Regions from separate parts of the Mus musculus genome. Here regions 1, 2 and 3 are each linked to region 4. The links are chromatin contacts, called in public promoter capture Hi-C maps. All regions are on one chromosome and are shown on one strand. The core of a region is the stretch at or near the end of the contact, and the rest is flanking DNA. Distances in the headings are between cores, read along the strand shown.

Region 1 (2,700 bases), core at 93-2,592, 340 kb before region 4:
GACTCTGGACACTCCCCCCCCCCCCCAAACTCTGCAACATGTATTTAACCAAAAACTGAGACAACTTGCTAAAGTAAATGCTTTTTGTTTTTAAAAGGTTTGCTTAAGCTAACATAGTTTCAAACTATGAGATGCAAGAAACTGGGGATTTGCTGAATTCTCAGGAGCTGAAGATTATGAAGATTTCCTAGTGTTCTAGCACAAGGCCCAGCCTGTGATTAAACTTTAAGATTTGTTTCATAAATGACAGTAACCTCAGGGCTGCAACTTTCCTCCTAGCACAAAGCCTGACCATATATTCACCATTCAAAAACTACACATTCTAGAACAGCTAATATGTAAATAGAGGGGTTCCATTCTAAATCATTCTAGAAGGAAGAAAAAAGGCAATGAGAGAGAGAGAGAGAGAGAGAGAGAGAGAGAGAGAGAGAGAGAGAGAGAGAGAGAGAGAAAGGAGTTCTCCCCTAAGAACACCAAGCTTACCATCAAGTATTAGGGAGACCTAGGTAGGCAAGGAGTTAGATATGCGGTAATCATGGAAGCTGCAACAGTATCTTGGTAGCTGTGTCTCCCGGTTAAGCAGGGACTACACTAAGGTTCCCATGGTCAAAATCTGTAAAACTGTATTTGGGATGTTCCACCAAGGCAAACGATACTTAACAAATTGCCAAAACCGCGTTAAAGGGTCTGCATTCTCAAAAGGCACTGGCTTCATTACAATGTGTTGGAGTTTCCAAATCTCCCACCCCATACCTTGCTTTTTTTTTTTTTTTTCAAGATTGCTGGGGATAAATGCCTTACAAGAGGAGGTGAAGACCACTATAATTTGGGAGGGAAAGGGAATTATCTTACCTTCATGCATGAATATACCTTACACCTCACTAATATTCTTAAGAAACTTCTTTAAAACCCCAATGCGCTACTGCCTACCTTCGGAGGAAGCCCACTCCAATCTTTGGAGTGTGTAGCTTTACTAAATAAACGTCCCCTTACTGTTTCTCAGCTGAATTCTTTCCTCCCAGGTTAAACCTTCTCCCGGGGCAGGCGGCAGCTGCTCCGGAGAAGCCGAGAAGGCAGCGCTATGCCTGCAGCGCCCCAGCTCATCTCCTACCGACCCGGGCTGGGGGGGGTACCCGGGTTGGGGGAAGGCCGCGCCCCCGGCTGAGGGCAGAGGGAAAGGCCGTGTGTCAGGGCCGCGCTCACTCACCAGGGCTCCTGGGCCGTCCGAGCCGAGGTGCTAGGCGCCGGGCTCCCAGGCGGCTGAGCAGCCGGAGCGCCGCCGCTGCCGCCCGGACCAGCCGCTGCGGAGCAGTCTCCGTGGTAAACTCCAGTCTCGGAGTACGGCGACCGCGCGGCATGATGACGTCACGCCACGGGAGGGGCGGGCCTCTCCTGGGTTACGTCACCTTAGGAGGCCGAGCCAAGAAGTCCTGCTTACCTGAGAGCTCAGAAAAAGAGACCTGAGAGTGGGTAGACGGGTGGGTGGGGAGTGCCGCGTGTGACAGTGCGCTGGAGGCCAGAAGGACCCAAGACTGGCGGTCCCCACGCGGTATGGCAGGCGCTAGGCTGCGTTCCTGCCACACTCGGGAGACCCACGGGGTTTCAGAGTTCTCTAGGTCGGTTTCTGAAGAATCAGGCTCCGCTTCACCATAGGGAGGACTTTCCCATCCCGGATAACCACAGGGTCCTAAATGTGCCTGTCACCATGAGGCGATTGCTTCCTTCACTCCAAGGAAAAGGAACTTGTGGATTGACTGAGCCACCAGAAATGGGTCGCAGTAGGGGAAACTGCAAAGACCCTTCTCAAAGAAGACGCCACAGCCATCTCCTCTCCTCTGACTCACCATGGTCGTTCATTAGTGCTGCGGTTCTTAGGACGTTTGCTTTTCGTTGATTTTGACTTTTTGCCTTTGGCTGAGAAGGGAAAGATGTTTCTTGTTCCAGTATAGATGAATGACTAATTGGATTATCCAGTTTTCCTTTGCACGGCGTTTGGTTCTTAGGGATAGTAAAGTGTAGTCAAGAGGGCAGCGTCTTCGTTTTACATAGTGTTTTCTTCGTGTCATAGCTTCTTGATCCCAAACTGTTCCTGACATTTAAATATGGTGGACAGAGTGCAGAATTGATAGAAAATGTTGAGGGCACTCTGGAAATAGTTGTTAAAATGATCAATGTAGATCTATTTTGTCTAGGTTTTGTAGTGTAGTCATCAGACTTCAGGGCAGGAATGCTTCCCCACCAAATCTGGACCCAGAACTACTACAGCAGATGAACTTAAGGTAGCTAGAACAGAAGCTAACGATCTTGGGCACCAGGCACATACATGGTGCTCATGTATACATGTAGGCAAACCATTTATGCACATAAAATCTTAAAATTACAAAACATATCTACTGGTTCTCCTGGTCTTCTCTGGCTACTTCTGCTTTTATATATGCATTTCCCCTAGTAACATCTTTGCCCTTTTTCTTTCATCTAGGCAAATGCTTTCCTGATGAGCAGAAAAACACACAAATTCTTTAAGAATTTCTGTGAGAGCTAGACATTACACGTGCATACCCACACTTGGGAGACTAAAGCAGGAGAGAACAAATTCAAGGGGAGAAAACAATAACAACTAAAGCTGAAAATGTGGCTGGCATGTGAAAGGCCCAAGACAGGTGAAGGTCAGAGGGTTGAGAGTTTCTTTGTTTTTGTTTT
Region 2 (2,700 bases), core at 165-2,664, 300 kb before region 4:
CGCAGAGGCTATGAAATTAAGGCTGCTTCCTTAATTTATCTTTCACACGGGTAAAGCCACTCATTTACTTCTTTCTCAAAAATCTTGTCGTTTCTGGGCTACTGTGAACACCCCAGCGGAGATTACCCTGCGGGAGTAGGTGCAGTGTTTGAAGGCCCACACCAATGTCTAATACTTCACTAATAACACCAGCTTTTGAAGACTGACTTCTCAAAGACCTTTCACAAAAAATGGACACAAAAACTACTTCTGTAATAAAGAAATGCAGTGGCTGCAGGCCGGGAACCCTGACATTGCAATCCACTTAGCGCCATCCTATCTGACTGAGTTCCTGGCAGTGGACTGATGCTATAAACTCTCAGGAACTGCGACTGCACCATCACAGCCTGCCCTGCATTATCAAAAGGAAAAAAAAAAAAAGCAGTGAGCACATCCCAACATGGCTTTGGTTCTGCAAAGAACCACCTATTGCCATCTTCGTTTGATTTACCACACAACTTAACTGCTGGGTTTTCTGGTCTGTCTGCTAAAGACCCGAGGGAAATAATCAGATTATTATTATAGAAGATCCCATGGTCTCTTAGTGCTCCGCTGACATCTGAAACTATGTAAACTGAAATTTGTCCAGCTTCTTCAACTACGAACCGCCAGAAACTGACGGCGAGCCACTTTATTTTCTTAAAAGCAAGTGCGAGACTCAAATTCTCAAACAAACCAGCATCCATCAACCCTAGATTTCTGAGATGAAATCTGGCCCTTCCCAACACTTCGGCATCTTGTTTACATTCTAGTTGAGTAGTACCTTAGGCCTGTCGAGTCTCCATCAACTTCCCGACCGACCCTATCCAGGAGGGAGCCCCGTCACGTTTGACCTGCGGATCGCGGTGGTGGCCTTAGGGTTCCCGGCCACCCAGGGCCGGTGTTCCCGCACCCAACTCGCAGGCTCAACTCCGGGGGTCGCCAGCAGGGCTGGAACGCGGCCGTCTACCGCGCGGCTGCGGAGACAGCACTCGCGGACTGCCGGGCCCCGACGGCGGCGAGCAGCCCCCCGAACGGAGGCGGTGCGCGGTGGGAGGGGCCGGAAATGTTTACGGAGGACCTTTCGGAGGGCCGGGCGGTGAGCGACGATCCAGGGGCGGGCCACTCCCGTGCTGTCCCCTCCAGAGCCTGCAGGGCCCGCGCCCCGCCCACCCCCGGGACACTTACGGCCTGGCTGGCTGCCTCTGCTGGGGGCCGCGGGCCCGGGCGCTACATCCCGCGGCACTGGAGGCGGCCTGCGGCCGAGGGGCGCCCGATCCTCAGCGCCCTGCCCGCGCCGGAAGGGCCGCGCGACCGCACGGCGTCACCTCCGCAGCCGCGTCACCTTCCCGGCGCTACCTCACCCGCTCCGATCCAGGCATTCCTGCGCGTGCCAATCATCAGGGCGCGCTCAGGCTCGCCCCGCCCCGCCCCTGATCTGACCAATCGCTGGCTCTGGCTGTCCCAGCTTGGCCCTACACTGGCGGACTGCAAAAGCCTCTTCTCCCGGCCTACGACGGGCGCGTGTAGGGGAGTAGGGAGCTGGGAGTAGGGAGCTGGGAAGGCAATCTTAGTTTCCCACCCCACGGCCTCGCTTTTCAGCTCCGAAACACTTTTTTTTTCCTTCTCTTAGTACTGGGAATTGTACCTCTAGGCAAGCCACTATATCTCTAGTACAGAAACACTTTTTCCCCCCTTTTTCCAAGACACGGATTCTCCGTGTAGCCCTGGCTGTCCCGAATTCGCCCTGTAGATTCGCCTCCCTAGTGGCAGGATTAAACAACGCCAACCCACACTTTTATTTTTGTTTGAGAAAGGGTTTAATTGTGCAACCCAGGTGAGCCTTGTACTCGAGGCCATCCTATCTCAGCCTTTCAAATGCTAGGATTTCAAATGTGGGCTACCATACAGCTCCGAAACTATTTCTATATCCATTTTCCAAATCCCTCCCTCTCTTCTTCTGGTATGCTATGTATGGAACGACTACCATGAATCTATTCACTCAACTGATTTAACTTTTGGTTCCTGTTATTTATCAGAAAGGGAGAAGTTATTTCAAACAAGCCTAGCTTGACAATTTTCTGTGCCAGTCCATGTTCCCATGTGACCCAGAGGGCACATCTTAGAAGACAATATAGTGTGCTTCTCTGCCGGAACTGAACCACACAATATAGTATTTTGGGAGTGTTCATTTTCTTATACTCCAAAAAACGATGCACAGCTGTTACTGCTCTAAATGCAAGAAAAGGTGACCAAATGCTAGATGGATGCCCCAGGAGAGTGAAGTCAACTTTGTTCTGGTTAAAAGCATAGACTCTGGGTTCTTGTAGATCCAGTTTCCTTCCCAAGCCAGCCGATCTTTACACATTACTGAGTCCTTCCAAATCACTACTTAACCTTGAAAACGAAGGGAAATGATGCTACTTTCAGGTCTGTCAGGACTAAGGACATTTCAGGTGCTACTTTCAGGTCTGTCAGGACTAAGGCAGTGTCTGCATGATGCCTGGCAAATGGATAGAGTTTCATAACAACTAGCTATTGTTAATATATTACCTGGGGCTGGAGAGATGGCTCAGCAGTTAAGAACACCCACTGTTCTTCCAGAGGTCCAGAGTTCAATTCCCAGCCACCCACATGGTGGCTCATAACCATCTTAATTGGATCTAATGCCCTCTTCTGGTG
Region 3 (2,700 bases), core at 49-2,548, 450 kb before region 4:
GGACCAGGATGAAATCTCCAAGAGCTCGTCTGACATCTCCCCTACAAGCACAGCCTCTCCACCTCAGCCCCAGCCAGGCCTCCCCCCCCCCCCCGCGCCGGGAGCAAAGCAGTCCGGCCCCAAGTCCGTGTGGGAGCGTCCGCCAGGACCTGCGAGCATCAGGGCCCCCGCCGCTTGGCCTGCCCCCACCATCCTCAAAGTGTCGTCCCCCCACCCCGACCCTTGCACCCCCACCACCACTCAACCAGCCGCTCCAGACCGGCCCAGCGGCTCCTCCCCTCCCCCAGTAGCGCCGGCCGCCCCCTGGCCCAGCTCGCCCTGGGGACTCCCAGAGGCCGAGGGACCAGGTGGTGGTGGGGGACCCGGGTCCGGAGGGTGGGGCGCTCAGGTGAGGGCAGCTTCGGGCCGACGCCGCCACCACACAAAGGACCAGGGGCTCCCGCCGCCATATTGAAAACTTTCCTCCTCACACGACAACTCGCAAGTCCCCCACCCCCACCCATCACACACCCCCGCACCCCGAGAAGGAGGCGAGGACCAGCCACGGAGCCGTGCGGGCCCAGAGCCCTGCCTCCGCGCCCGCGTCTCAGCCGGGCTCGGGAGGACTCCCCAGCGACCACCCCGGCGGCTGCCAACCACTCCAGCCCGCACCGCTGCCGGGCGGTGCAGCGCACCAGCCCCCGGAGCCGCACCGACCTAGCCCCCTCCGGCCGCCCCGCCGGAGCCCGCGGTCCTCACGGCCCACATCCCACCCGGGACGGGGGCCCCCGCGCCTTCCTCCCACCGCCGCATCTCCGACCCTCGGAGCCACCCCAAACTTGACCGGGCCCGCGGGACGACCGCTCCCCGCCCCCGCGCCTCCGGCCTCCCGGGCCGCGCGTCCTCGCTCCCTCCCCCAGCCGCGAGCAGGATCCGGGGTGCTGGCTGACTCACCGGCGGCGGCCGCACCTTACAGATCCCAGTCTGCTCGGCTATGGGCCGGATCTTGTGGATGAAAGCGAAGGGGTCCGCGAACTCTTCCCAGCTCGGCTCGAAGACCGGACACTCGGGGGGAGGCAGGAACTCTCCCAGCGGGCCCGGGCCCCCGAGGGGCAGCGCCGGGCGCGGGCCTGGGGGCAGCGTGGTGGCCGGCTCCATCACCGCGACCTGGGCAGGGGCGAGCACAGGGCAGGCTCCGCAACCGCGGCAGCGAGCTCCGCTCCGTCCGAAACCCGTGCAGACGCACAGCTCGGGCGACAGGTCCGACTTCTACTAGCAACGGCAACACCTAGGGCTTTTTCAGCCTTCCTCCGACGACGTCTTGCCGCTACCCCACGCAGTGCTCCTCCGCCGCCACGGCGAGGAAAAAAGTCCCTGCTGCCACCCCGAGCCAGGTCTCGCCCCGCCCCCTAGCCGGGAGGGGCAGGGGCCTTCCGCCTGGGATGTTTATCCTTAATGCTTCAGTTAACCTCTGAAGTTTCAGAATTCTTCCTCTCAAGAAGTTAACAGTCTAGTAGGGAGAACAGAGTTACAATCCATCAATCACGTCATATATTTTGGCACGAAAGATTTGCTTAGTAAAACCCGAGAAGCAGAGTACTGAAATTGGAGGATTCTCCAGGTAGAGAAAACACCTTGAACACAAGGAGCAGCAAGGACAGACACATAGAGTAATGAGGAGAGCAATAACTCTTCGAGCACTTGCTTATCCTAGACACTGTGTAAAGTGCAAGTGCTTTTCGGGATTGTTTAGTCTGTGAGGGGATTAAGCATTTGACCAAATCCAACAGTTCAGTCTATTTACTGGAAAGTAGGGTTGTTGCACAGAAATCTACACATATACAAGGTTGGACTTGAGCAAAAGCATCTTGAAATAATCCAATCAAGGAATGATGGGGCCTAAATAAATTCAGCAGCGCTATAGGTTAAAGTGAAATTGTAGGAAATAAAAGTTAGACTAGGACGGGACCAGAAGAATAGCGTACTAAGGGTCTGACAGATGGCATCCCTGGGACAAGCATCCATGAGCATGTTCTAGGGAAGATGTATTCACCCCTGAACAGGCTGAGCCTGAGATGTCTCTGCTACAAAGATTTTCAACAGGCTAAAAGGTACAACAGGTCTGAAGGAAAGAAAGAGATCAGAGTGTTTCAGAGGAAGCAATGGAAGAGCTGAGAGGTTAAGTAACCATGAAATCCAAAGATGGGGGATGGCCCCAGAAAAAGTCAGGTCATAAGTAGAACTTGAACACAAACATAATTTCTTTTTTTTTTTTTTTGTTTTGTTTTTTCGAGACAGGGTTTCTCTGTATAGTCTTGGCTGTCCTGGAACTCACTTTGTAGACCAGGCTGGCCTCGAACTCAGAGATCCACCTGCCTCTGCCTCCCAAGTGCTGGGATTAAAGGCGTGTGCCACCACCGCCCGGCGATTTCTTTAATCTAGAAAGCAACCAAACTCGTGGAAAGACTGCCTGCCACTGTATAAGGAAGGATCAGTGGCTCCACAGCCCTCCCTTCAGAATAGACCATCACTCAGCCTCTGGGTTTAGATTTTAATAGGACTAATGTGACCTAGGCTGGCCTGGAACTCTCTACATAGCCAAAGATGACTCTGATCTCCTGATCATCCTCCTGCCTCTACCTCTTAAACGCTGGGATTACAGATATATCCTATCACACAGAGACCATGGTTCTTCAGCTTAAAAATGGAAAGAGTTAGAAG
Region 4 (2,700 bases), core at 164-2,663:
TGCTGCTTGTGGGCAGGAGGGAAGCCCCAGAGAATGACCTCTTTCTAGAGCTACTGTGTACCCATGGCTTCTTTTCCATGGTGTGGTTCCCTGCCTCAACCAGCACAGTAAAGTCCTTGATTCCTGCATGTGACACTCAATTCTAAACCCACCAGCCCCCTGAGACTCTGTGATGATAGCTGTCTGGGCATTGTCTATTAGGTGGACAAGTGAAAGCTCTGGCCACATCGGTTATGATTTATTTTAATTGTCATTTTAGGGCACAGGTCTACTAGTTTGTTTGTTTGTGTCTTAGTTGGGGTTTCCGTTGCTGTGAGGAGACACCATGACCAAGGCAACTCTTATAAAGGCAAACATTTAACTGGGGCTGGCTTACAGTTTTAGAGGTTTAATCCATTATCATCATGGTAGGAAGCATGGCAGCATGTGGGCAGACATAGTGATGGAGAAGGGCCTGAGAGTTCTACATCTTGTTCCAACTGCAGTCAAGAAAGGCATCCTCAGGTCACTTGGGGGAGAGTCTCAAAGTTCACCCCCCACAGTGACACACTTCCTCTACCTCTCCTAAGAGTGCCATTCCTTGCACCAAGCATATCCAAACCACCACATTCTACCCCCTAGCCCCATAAACTTGTTCAAACATATGAGTCTATGGAGGCCATACCCAGATTAACAGAATGCAAAATATATTTAGTCCAACTTCAAAAGTCCCCATAGTCAATAGCAGTCTCAACAAGGTTAACTATCTGTTGTTCAACTGCAAACACACAAGCAATAAGCGTAGCTTGCTGAAAATCACCACTCCCTTAATCTGTTTATCTCCTCAAACACAGGATTTACCTACATCGCACTTCCCGATGCCCATTTTGTATTTTTCCTTTCTAAGCTTGCTACACTTGATCAAAACACTCTTCATGGGAGCGAACCAGAGGACAAAGTCTATGCTGGGCTTTTCTGAGACTTCTTCTGTCAATGCAATTAATCTGATTCTCTTTCTTTGCCTTCGCCTTAGCTTCAAGCAGACTCTTCAGACAAGGGCAAAAAGCAGCCACGTTCTTCAGCATAACTTCATAAGAATGTTCTCCAAGCAACATACTAAAATTCCTCTCCTCTGAAACCCCTTGAGCAAGGTCTGCACCATTCATATCACCCTCCAAACAAAAGCATGGTCAGGCCTATCATAGCAATACCCCAGTCTCTGGTACCAACTTCTGTCTTAGTTAGGGTTTCCACTGCTATGAAGAGACAAGGCAACTCTTATAAAAGCAAGCATTTAGTTGGGGTTGGCTTACAGTTTCAGCGGTTTAATCCATCATCATCATGGTGAGAAGCATGGCACTGTCTAGGCCGACTTGGTGCTGGAGAAGGAGCCGAGAGCTCTACAACTTGTTCCAACTGCAGTCAGGAGAAACTGACATCCTCCGGCCTCTAGGGGGATCTTAAAGGCCACCACTACAGTGACTCACTTCTTCCTACAAGGTCACACCTTCTAGTAATGCCACTCCCTGGGCCAATCCACACTACCACAGTTTGGCTTTGTTTTTATGAGACAAGGGTTCTCTGTGTAACCTTGGTTATTCTCAAACTCTAGCTGAAGACCTGAACTCACAGAGATCTGCCTACCTCTGCTTCCTGAGTGCTGGGATTAAAGAAAAGCCTGTGTCACCACCACCACCCAGCTTTTTTTTTTTTTCCAATTTATTTATTTTTATTTTGTGAGCATTGGTTTTTTGGTCTGCCTGCCTGTCTGAAGATGTCAGATCCTCTGGAACTGGAGTTACAGACAATTGTGAGCTGACATGTGGGCGCTGGGAATTGAACCCAGATCCTCTGGAAGAACAAACATTGCCCGTAACCACTGAGCTAACTCTCCAGCCCCTAACTGCTGCTATTTTTTTTTTAAAGCTTGCTACAAGCCATATGTTGCTACGTCCTGAGTATGCCACCCCATCCAGCTCACGGTTACCATATCTCTTGACTACAGCAAGAGGCCAGGCAGGGTAGCTGACAGGCAGGGCAGCTGACTGACATCATCTAGGCGTGAGTAGGCACACACTATTGTTTGCTCAATAGGAGAAGCACCCAATGGCACAATGATTTCCATCCTTAAGCAGAGATGGCTGTAATGTTTCTCATGCAATAGCTGATGAAGGTACAGAGGAACACAGAGGGACTCAAACCCACATACTATGGTAGGGGAGTGTGGGCATAAGAACCCTCAGACTCAAATCCCCAACACACACACACACACACACACACACACACACACACACACACACACACAGAGCAGCTAGGTAGTTTTAGACTTGTCCTTGACTTCATAGTCATATGGCCAACCGTGTGTGTGGGGGGTGGTGAATCTCAAAGAAACAAACTAAAAAGAAGAAACTGCCCTGATACATTCATTTGCTGCTAATTGGACAAACCCAGTCACATGACCATACCTAAGTGGATGGAAGTCTGGGAAATGTAGTCCTCCAGGGTTTTGTGTGTGTGTGTGTGTGTGTGTGTGTGTGTGTGTGTGTGTGTGGTGGGGAATACTGGAAGATGTATGTATCTTACCATGAGAAGACTGTTAACTGGAGCCTCAGAAGCACAGTACGTACAGTACGTAGTGGAGTCTGGAACATACATACACAACACCCACCTCCACCCACCCACCCACCCTCACTCACCCCCAGCCCCTCTTCTTCCAAACCC

The links. Promoter capture Hi-C pulls out the DNA fragments that hold promoters and counts their contacts.
Region 1: a promoter capture Hi-C map of hippocampal neurons shows a contact between it and region 4, with 4 times the contacts expected there. The contact joins the promoter of Klhl12 here to the promoter of Chit1 in region 4. A contact is called at or near these places in 3 of 39 promoter capture datasets (the C10 cell line, erythroid cells and hippocampal neurons), 5 of 484 Hi-C or Micro-C datasets (cardiomyocytes, cerebellum, cerebral cortex and 2 more), 2 of 115 datasets of contacts at active chromatin or transcription factors (effector CD8 T cells and embryonic limb bud) and 2 of 9 other capture datasets (adipose tissue and pancreatic islet).
Region 2: a contact with region 4 is called in a promoter capture Hi-C map of hippocampal neurons, with 5 times the contacts expected there. The contact joins the promoter of Adipor1 here to the promoter of Chit1 in region 4. A contact is called at or near these places in 11 of 39 promoter capture datasets (the 3T3-L1 cell line, 3T3-L1-derived adipocytes, the C10 cell line and 5 more), 2 of 484 Hi-C or Micro-C datasets (cerebral cortex and embryonic stem cells), 5 of 115 datasets of contacts at active chromatin or transcription factors (bone marrow-derived macrophages, embryonic forebrain, embryonic stem cells and 2 more) and 2 of 9 other capture datasets (adipose tissue and pancreatic islet).
Region 3: a promoter capture Hi-C map of neutrophils shows a contact between it and region 4, with 3 times the contacts expected there. The contact joins the promoter of Kdm5b here to the promoter of Chit1 in region 4. A contact is called at or near these places in 1 of 39 promoter capture datasets (neutrophils) and 1 of 115 datasets of contacts at active chromatin or transcription factors (microglia).

Annotation. Positions count from the first base shown.
Region 1 is chr1:134,454,173-134,456,872 of GRCm38.p6, reverse strand. It overlaps Klhl12 (kelch-like 12), which reads right to left and starts at 1,342. Exons shown (of 12, transcript NM_001311136.1): 1 at 1,208-1,342.
Region 2 is chr1:134,414,092-134,416,791 of GRCm38.p6, reverse strand. It overlaps Adipor1 (adiponectin receptor 1), which reads right to left and starts at 1,414. Exons shown (of 8, transcript NM_028320.4): 1 at 1,207-1,414.
Region 3 is chr1:134,558,776-134,561,475 of GRCm38.p6, reverse strand. Kdm5b (lysine (K)-specific demethylase 5B) reads right to left here and starts at 1,298. Exons shown (of 27, transcript NM_152895.2): 1 at 934-1,298. The coding sequence starts at 1,137. It also overlaps a transcript of Mgat4e not described here.
Region 4 is chr1:134,109,955-134,112,654 of GRCm38.p6, reverse strand. Chit1 (chitinase 1 (chitotriosidase)) reads right to left here and starts at 1,413. Exons shown (of 12, transcript NM_001284525.1): 1 at 1,293-1,413.